Regions from separate parts of the Sus scrofa genome. Here regions 2 and 3 are each linked to region 1. Evidence: chromatin contacts called from public Hi-C data. All regions are on one chromosome and are shown on one strand. The core of a region is the stretch at or near the end of the contact, and the rest is flanking DNA. Distances in the headings are between cores, read along the strand shown.

Region 1 (2,767 bases), core at 178-2,677:
TTTTCTAGGGCCACACCCTCGGCATATGAAAAGACATATATCGGTGATCCCTTGGGGCTCAGCAGGTGAAGGATCGGGTGTTGTTACTGCTGTGGCTCTGTTTCTGCAGCGGCACAGGTTTGATCCTTGGCCCAGGAACCTCTGCATGCTGTGAGCATGGCCAAAACAAACAAACAAAAAACACAATAAAAAAGACATGTACTGCTCTAAGAATCCAGGTTTTATGACTTTCAGGTACAACAGGATATTCCGCAAGAGCTTAAAACAACACTGAATCATTTGAGTGAGAGTTCTTTCATGATAAAGAGTGATCCAGATTTTTTTTCCATGGATTCAAGGAAAGAATGACAATTTTTAAATCATGAAAAACGTGGAGTTCCTGTCCTGGCTCAGTGGAAACAAATCTGACTAGTATCCATGAAGACGCAGTTACGATCCCTGCCCTCGCTCAGTAGGTTAAGGATCTGTGATGTTAGGTCGCAGACGAGGCTCAGATCCTGAGTGGCTGTGGCTGTGGTGTAGGCTGGCAGCTGCAGCTCCAATTCCACCCCTAGCCTGGAACACTCCGTACACTGCAAGCATGGCCCTAAAAAAAAAAAAAAAAAAGGAAGAAGAAAGAAAAAGAAAAATGTATTACATAGTCATCCTTTCACCAGCATTAACCTCAAAGTATAAGTTTTACTTTACTGGGGGTAAAGAGATAGGCTGCCCTTTTAATCAACTGACCAAGGTACACACAAGCTAAGGTTAACGCCTCAGCTAATGAAGAGGCATGATAGAAAGAAAAAAAAAAAAAGTTGGTTGACCAAACACGAATCTAGAGATGAGCACCAGCTTGGAAATGCTACCTGCAGTGCTTCCAAGTGTCAATCATATCCCTAGTCATCACTTCAAGAATTAATATCTTCCAACGTTATCATCTAAAATATATTTACAGAGGTCAGAAGAGCTACGTCTGTCGTCCTCTGTGCAAAGAGGTGATGACATCAAGGGGGTATGTCACAAGCCGAAGTTTGGTTAGTGGATTTAAGCTGGTTTGGAGTTTTACCCACTAAGAATGATCTTCTGACCCGTCAGTTTTACAACTCTCCCCTCTCTGAGCTGCAAGGCACCTCTCCACCTCGGAGTTAATCATTTCTTTGCCATTATCTGCCAAGAGTTCTTATCTCTTTTGCTGTCACTTTATAACAGGGTCCTCTTATCAACCTGCATAGAGTCACGTGATGAGTCCAAGCCTATCAAAAGTTTCCATTCCTCTGATTAGAAACCATCATGAAACTGGATAGATGGTTTACAGCAGGTCACTAATGCTGGAAAAAGTACAGAGTCCAGGGAAAGACTTGCTCGTAACTTTCTGGATTCTTGGATTTTTTTTTTTTTTTTTTTTTTTTGCCTTTTCTTAACTTTCACTAAGGATTACATTACTGTAGTCTGATGTGTCTTCCCCAAGGCTATGAAATTTGACAAGCTGCACTTTTTCTTACGCCAATGGTTTCTACTTTAAGCCAAAGGACTGCTTATAATTTCACTAAGAATGTCTTCTAATTCGGATACTGGAGGTTTACAAGAATCTCTAAAGCCCGGACTTACACCTATTGGTAAGTAGGAGTTGCTCTATTTATCATCTGTTTATTATCCTGCTACTGCACTAATACATGTAATTTAATCGCATTGATGTATTTGCTTTTCTAAGTCACTGCCTTTCCAAGTGTGTTTATTAAAAGCACGTAAGTTCCATGTATATATCACACATTTTATCTTTTTTTAAAGTCCAAAAAAGGCATATGAGTACTTCAAATATTATTCATTATCTCCACTGCTTTTGGATAGCATTCTATCAGTGTATAACAGCTAGGAAACAAAATGTTGAATATATCCATTTCATCCCTAATATTTTCTGATAACTTTAAGTGAGAAATAATAAGCTAAAATTTGAGCAACTTGAAACAAGTTAACCATATGGAACCATGATTGCTCAAACTTTAACAAATGCCTTCATGTATTTGTGGAATTTCAAGCCACACCACAGTATGTCTCATTCATTAGAGATACTATAGAAAACTTCCGTTTTTCATGCCCCCCCCCAAATCACACCATCATTAGTGAAGGATTAAAAATTAAGGGTTACTGCCTGTTTTTCAAAACAATAAGCATGCCCTTCTTTTCATAAACAGAGTAAGTAAATAAAGCTCATTTTCATTTTTTACAAGAATAAGTAATGGCATCACAAATATTAATGTTACAGCATGAAATACCTTCAATGAACCCTGAAACTAAAGGACTAAAGAGAAGTGATTCCCAGGGGTCTATAATTTTGAATCGGTTGGAAATCTTGCCCTTATTCCTTTCCACTAGTTTTGGAAGGACCTAAGTCATTTCTTGCAGTCTTTTCTTTCGACCTGGAATTTCCCTGTAATTCGCAGAGGCCTGTCATCCGCAGGGACAAGAAGGAAAAAATCAAGGCTTGGGCTTTTCCTCTTTCTCGCTTGATAACCAGCTGACTCCACTGAATGTAGTGATTGCCTTTTTATGGGCCAACTACACCCTAAAGTATATCAATTGAGGAAATGGTTACCAAAAAAAAATGTTCTGTACTTATGAGAAAGAAAACAAGAGGAAGGCGAGCAGAGCGCAACAGAGAATCAATCACTCTGCAGATAAAAAGAAAATGTGAGCAGAGAAAGGAACTGGAAGAGAACACAAAAAACAGTTTCAAATCTTCGCCCGGGGTGAAACCGCTCGGGTGCCCTGGCGAAGGGGCCCTTCT
Region 2 (2,767 bases), core at 181-2,680, 370 kb after region 1:
AAGACCCTCCTCTGAAGTCCAGGGTCAACTCCAGTCCCAAGTGACACCCCACCCCCAGCCACCCAGCCCCCTACATGCAGTCCCACACAAGGGCCAGGAGGACCTTCTCCCCCAAATGTCCCCGTGTGCAACCTCCCCTCTCCAGGTCTGCTCCCCAGAGTCAAGTTTTCTCGCATCACTCCAGAAGCCTCCTGATCTACCTCAGCTACTCACGTCCAGGAGGACTTGGAGGGGTTTTCCACGAGCAGGGGGTGCCTTCATCAATTCTTTTCTGGCAAGGCCCCCTCCCAGAGGCCCTCTGAGAGGTCTGAGGGAGCAGCGCCTCCTCGGAGTACCTCATGAGGTCGAAGCCAGGAAGAGGATGAAGCTCAGAGGGTCACCACCTCCAGGGTGCCCGCCGGGAACTCATCGAAGGGTTTGCATCTAGGGATGGTGGGCGAAGCCTTCCTCCTGGGGGCCCATCAGACCCCTGTGCCAGGTGGCAGGTCATGCCCACATGCATTCATGGCCCCCATCTCTGACCCCATCAGAAATGGCAAAGCCTCAGGAGAGGCCCTCTGGTGAAGCCCACCCTGTCCTGCTGGATCCTGGGAATGTGGAAATGCTCATTTATTCAAGAGATTTACTGGAGTGCCTGTCATGGCTCAACGGAAACAAACCTGACTCGTATCCATAGTATCCAGCGGGTTCAATCCCTGGTCTTGTTCAGTGGGTTAAGGATCCGGCATCACAGTAAGCTGTGGTATAGATCACAGATGCAGCTGGGATCCCGTGTTGCTGTGGTGTAGGCTGGAAGATGTAGATCAGATTCGACCCCTAGCCTGGGAACTGCTATACGCTGCCCGTGAGGCCCTAAAAGCAAGGAAGTAAATCAATAAATACAAACAGGATTTACTGGACACTGTTCCCCGAGTTGCTCAAGGAACTGGGGCACTTGGGATGCACACGCACACAGCTGCACAAACAGCCCACCTGCTGGAGTGAGCCACCCGCAGCCCCAGGCTTGAGTGATGCTGTGGTGAACGGCGGGTCCTGCCAGGGCACAGGCAGGGGCTCGGTTTCTGAAGGGACAGAGTGGGTCTGTGGGGGTGACTTTGACAAAAGACGGAGAGGGGACAGCAGGGCAAGGCCTGGCCAGAGGTGGCGGAGGAGCAGGAGGGGAGGGGATGAGGAACCAGGTAGCTCTGGCCTGGGGAGGGGAGCGGGAGGGGCTGGGTGAGGATGGGCTGAGAGCCGTCTGGTCCCTCCGACCCCGACCCTGGTAGGGAGGGTCCCCGCAGCCCAGGCATCCTCTTTGGCCTGGGTCAGGGCTCCCAGCCCCTGGAGGGGAAGGCAAGGTTGCTGACGCGAACTCGAGCTCCCGCCCCGCCCTGCCTCATCCTCTCTCTGTCCCTGATCGCCCCCTGGTGGCCGTAACCGGCCGATCCAGAAGCAGGAAAGGGATCTGCGGCGCTTTTTTCATCTTTCCTTCCCAGATCCTCCTCTGGCCCCTTAACCATCCCATTAGCCTGAGACTCTGGGCACGTGGCAGGGAGGCGGATGACTAAATGGGCAGGGGCGGATGTCACACGGGGGAGAGGGCATCAGTGACAACTGTCGGTGCCCAGACTGTTAAAGTTGAGGGTCCTTTCTCCGCATGTTCTCTGCTTTGGCCACAGAGCCTGACCCAGGGGAGGTCTCATCAAATCCAGAAGTCTTAACTCACCGTCTGTGGCTTCCCAACTGGATGGAGCAGCGGAGTGAACGTGTGTTCAAATTGCCGTCCCGAGGGACCAGTGGTTGTTAAAATTAATGTAAATGTATTCTTTAATTGCAGAAATTCAGGGAGGAGCTTTCTTCATTTAAAAGCGATCTGTTGGAGTTCCCGTTGTGCTCAGCGGTAACCAACAGCTAGTATCCATGAGGAGGAGAGTTCAATCCCTGGCTTCATTCAGTGGGTTAAAGATCCAGTGTTGTCCTGAGCTGTGGTGTAGGTCACAGATGAGGCTCAAATCCTGCGTTGCTGTGGCTGTGGAATAGGCTGGCAGATGCAGCACCAACTGGAACCCTAGCCCAGGAACTTCTACATGTGGAGGGTGCGGCCCTAAAAATAAAATAAAATAAATAAAATAAAAACAATCTGTTCTCACTAGTGCAGGAGTTAGCTATTTATTAAACCTATTCTGATGACATAATTCTTTGGCATGGTCATGCACTTTATATTTAAAGTTATCAAATGCAAACCAGGGTGAAATGATATATTTAGAAAGCTATAGAAATATTTTTCTAATACAGCATCTTATATACTTACTCCTTGCATACTCATCTTCAAGCACACATGTGCCTGTAGGAAATAGAAATGCCTTTTTCCTGCAAATTACTGGTGTGTTTAAAGTTCAAAGTTGATTGACACATGCTTTGCTTAATGAAGGTAATTACCAAGAATAACAGCGCCAAACAGATCTGTTCAGTGTAACAATCTCTCCTGCCACGTTGATGACATTGAGACCTGTCAGATACGCGGTTTTGCCCCCAATCACGCGAACGCACGTTCGTAAGACAAGAAACAGATTAATAAGCATCCACACTTTCCTCTAAACACTTGCTGAAAAGAATAAACGCCGCTGTCTCCAAAGGAAAGGATACATGGGTAGACGTTTTGTCGATGCAGCCTCCAAAAAAAATAACCCCGAGGGGTTCTCAGGAAGGACAAAAGGGCATGGGAGCCTCTCCGGATGGGTGCTCTCTGCGGGGGAGTCAAGCCTCACAGACCCCATGGTACCAGCGC
Region 3 (2,767 bases), core at 140-2,639, 310 kb after region 1:
CACCACACGTGCGCCTGTGCTTCAACAGTCTATCAGTCCGTGAAAAATACTGCTGGCAAGTGTCACATTTATATGGCTTTTCTCCACTATGCGTCCGCTTGTGTCTCTCCATATGGTACTTCTGGATGAACTTCATGCTGCACTGGTCACACCCGAAGGGCTTCTCGCGGCTGTGGATCTTCTCGTGCCTCTGCAGCAGGTACTTCTGGATGAAGCCCATGCTGCACTGGCTGCACTGGAAGGGCCGCTCCCCGGTATGGATGAGGACGTGCCTCCGCAGGTGGTAGGAGCTCCGGAAAGCAGCGCTGCAGTGGTCGCAGATGTGAGGTTTCTGACTGGGGGACAGGACGGCGCCTTCTCCGTCTCCAACCAGCGACGGCTTGGAAGATGCGCTCGGCTTCCTCTTGGCTTTGATTCCCTGAGATTCTGGCTTTGGCCTCTTCGCCTTCTTCACGCCCGCGTCCTGCTTGGGCTCCTCGGGCCCGCGGGGGTCGTCGGTCCGGCCGCCGCCGCCCAGCAGCACGTCTCGAGGGTGCGGGGCGGGCGGCGGGTGCAGGACGCTGAGGTCCTGGATGACGCCGGGGCCGCCCCCGTCCCCGCCGCCCAGCGCCGGCGCCCGCTCGTCGGCCCCGGCGAACAGCCCCCCGTAGTGCGGGTGCGGGGCGCCCGGCGGCTCCTCGGGCTCGGCCGGCTTCTCCTGCTTGATGCTGACCAGCGACTGCAGGAAGCCCCAGGAGGTCCTCTGCGCCGGGAAGGCCGCGCCGGGCGCCGCCGGCTCCTTCTTGAAAGTCACGTCCGGGGCGGGCGCCGGGGGGGGCTCGGCGGCCGGGGCCGCGGCCGGGGCGGCGGCCAGCACGCACTGCGGGGGAGGGGCGGCCGCGCCCGCCGGCCGCGCGAAGCTGGCGACCGGGGGCAGCCGGTGGTTGAACATCACCATGCCCGGCGGGAAGCTGGGCTCCATCTCCGCCCGCCCGCCGCTGCCCGCGCCGCCGCCGCCGCCGCTCAGGAACGCGCTGCCGACTTTCATGCCCCGGAGCAGGCCTGGCTGAGGAGAGGAGAGAGGAGTGGGCCGGCCGCCGGCCGCGGACGCCCCCGCCCCGCCCGGCCCGGCCCGGCCCGCACCCCCGCCCGCCGCCGCCGCCGCTGCCGCCGTCGTGGCCGCCGCCGCCGCCGCCCCGCACTTACGGGTCCGCCGCCGCCACCGCCGTCGCCGCCGCCGCCGCCGCCTCCGGTTAATAAAAATAACGCCGTCCTCTCCACAATGGAATTAAAAGCCTGCGCGGCACTGCGCAGCCGCGGCGCGGGGCCTGCCGGGAGCTCGGCGACCGGGCCCGAGGGCCGCTCGGCCGCCCAGCGCGCCTGCGCCGCGGCTTCCGCCCGGCCGCCTGTCAATCACTCGGGCGGTTGGGCGGAGGGAGCCCCCCGAGCGGGGAGGCCCCGGGCGGCCGGGCGCGATTGGTGGGCTGCGCGCCGGCGTGTGGGGGCGGGGCCCGGGGCGTGCTGCTCGGCGGACCCGTGCGGCGTGGCTGGGCGGCCGAAGAGAAAGGCTGCTGAGGCGGGGGTTGAGCGGGCTGCCGGCGGTCGGGGCTCCCACCCCTCTGTGGTTTGCGGGCCCGGCGTTGCAGTCAAGCCCAGACCCAGGCGGGGACGGCTTGGGGCACCGCGGGTTGTGCCTACTTGCGTTAAACTTGCAGTGCTCCGCTTGTACTAAGACTGATAGCCTCGGGTCCCCCTCTTTCGGGTGCAGACACTTGAATAATGGGCGCGTAGCCTCTGCATGGGTGGGAGGAGCCTGCTTTGAAACTGCGGCAGAGGTACCGTTGCAAAAAAAAAAAAAAAAAAAAAAGTTGTCTTACTGCCAACCTACCTGAAGGCTACTGGAAAAGGAAACCGCGTGTGATCCAGGTGCGGCAGCCCTGTAAAACACACCCACACACATGTTTCATCATCAGATGGTTTTTAAATGCCCACATACCTTCTCGGTCTGGCTAATGAGTCTGCCGGCCAGGTTCTACTGCTGCCTGGTTTCTTCTATTATTTAAAAAGAGGTGGATGCCAGGCTCTTCTAAGCTCTACCCAGATCCACTCCGCCCGCCCCAGTACAGAATACTGAGAAATGCAGTCAAAATGACGAATTGCCCTCTTAAGGGAACATTACAAAGTAAAATCTTGAAATCAAAGATCAACAAAAATCAAACAAATATTTATTCAGTGCCTAAGGTGCAAACAAGGGCACCCACTTTGATGTTTAAGTGTGCAAAAATCTAAACCAGCAACTTTTCTGACCAAGAGTAGATGTAAATAACAATTTTTTTTTCCCATAAAAGAGCCAGAACCATGAGAATAATTTCTTTTCATGGTACGTTTCATAATGAAATTACAAGTCAACTGTCTCACTATTTCTAGCCATAGGACTTCTCATAATTAAGTAATAAATGACTCCCCCGAGAAATTTTGCAACTGGAACCATAAAGATCATTAACTAATCCTTGTGGGCCTCTCCGAGCCTGCTCCAAAGCTTAAAAGACAATATTTAATGAGTATTTTGAGACAAGAAATACTAGTATCTTTGTAACATCATGCAACGCCACAGATGCCATTCTGCCACTTAAACTGAAGTTTGAATGCTGTCAAGTATAGTTAAGTGTTAAAAGAAGGACTGAAGATTCAAAAACTTAAGGCAGTAGTAAAATATTCGTCGATGCCTATGAGAAATGAGGCTGTCCCTTTCATCAGGGTGTCAGTGTTTAATGGTAAGCTGGGATGC

Evidence for each region. Hi-C and Micro-C count contacts between places; a contact is called where the count stands out from the background.
Region 2: a Hi-C map of undifferentiated spermatogonia shows a contact between it and region 1, with 2.2 times the contacts expected there. The contact joins the enhancer-like site here to the promoter of NR5A2 in region 1. A contact is called at or near these places in 7 of 47 Hi-C or Micro-C datasets (embryonic fibroblasts, epiblast stem cells, fetal liver and 4 more).
Region 3: a contact with region 1 is called in a Hi-C map of liver, with 9 times the contacts expected there. The contact joins the promoter of ZNF281 here to the promoter of NR5A2 in region 1. A contact is called at or near these places in 1 of 5 promoter capture datasets (liver) and 3 of 47 Hi-C or Micro-C datasets (fetal heart ventricle and liver).

Annotation. Positions count from the first base shown.
Region 1 is chr10:22,726,592-22,729,358 of Sscrofa11.1, forward strand. It overlaps NR5A2 (nuclear receptor subfamily 5 group A member 2), which reads left to right and starts at 1,428. Exons shown (of 7, transcript NM_001267893.1): 1 at 1,428-1,598. The coding sequence starts at 1,535.
Region 2 is chr10:23,100,506-23,103,272 of Sscrofa11.1, forward strand. No RefSeq gene overlaps it. Among named protein-coding and RNA genes, the nearest start is that of ZNF281, 63 kb to the left of the region's middle. Within about 2 kb of position 1,431, at least 12 of the 83 cell types and tissues checked have an H3K27ac peak or open chromatin away from gene starts, as enhancers often do. A contact at or near this core is called in fetal liver and undifferentiated spermatogonia, where this site is marked.
Region 3 is chr10:23,037,732-23,040,498 of Sscrofa11.1, forward strand. ZNF281 (zinc finger protein 281) reads right to left here and starts at 1,390. Exons shown (of 2, transcript XM_021064496.1): 1 at 1,186-1,390; 2 at 1-1,045. The coding sequence starts at 1,027.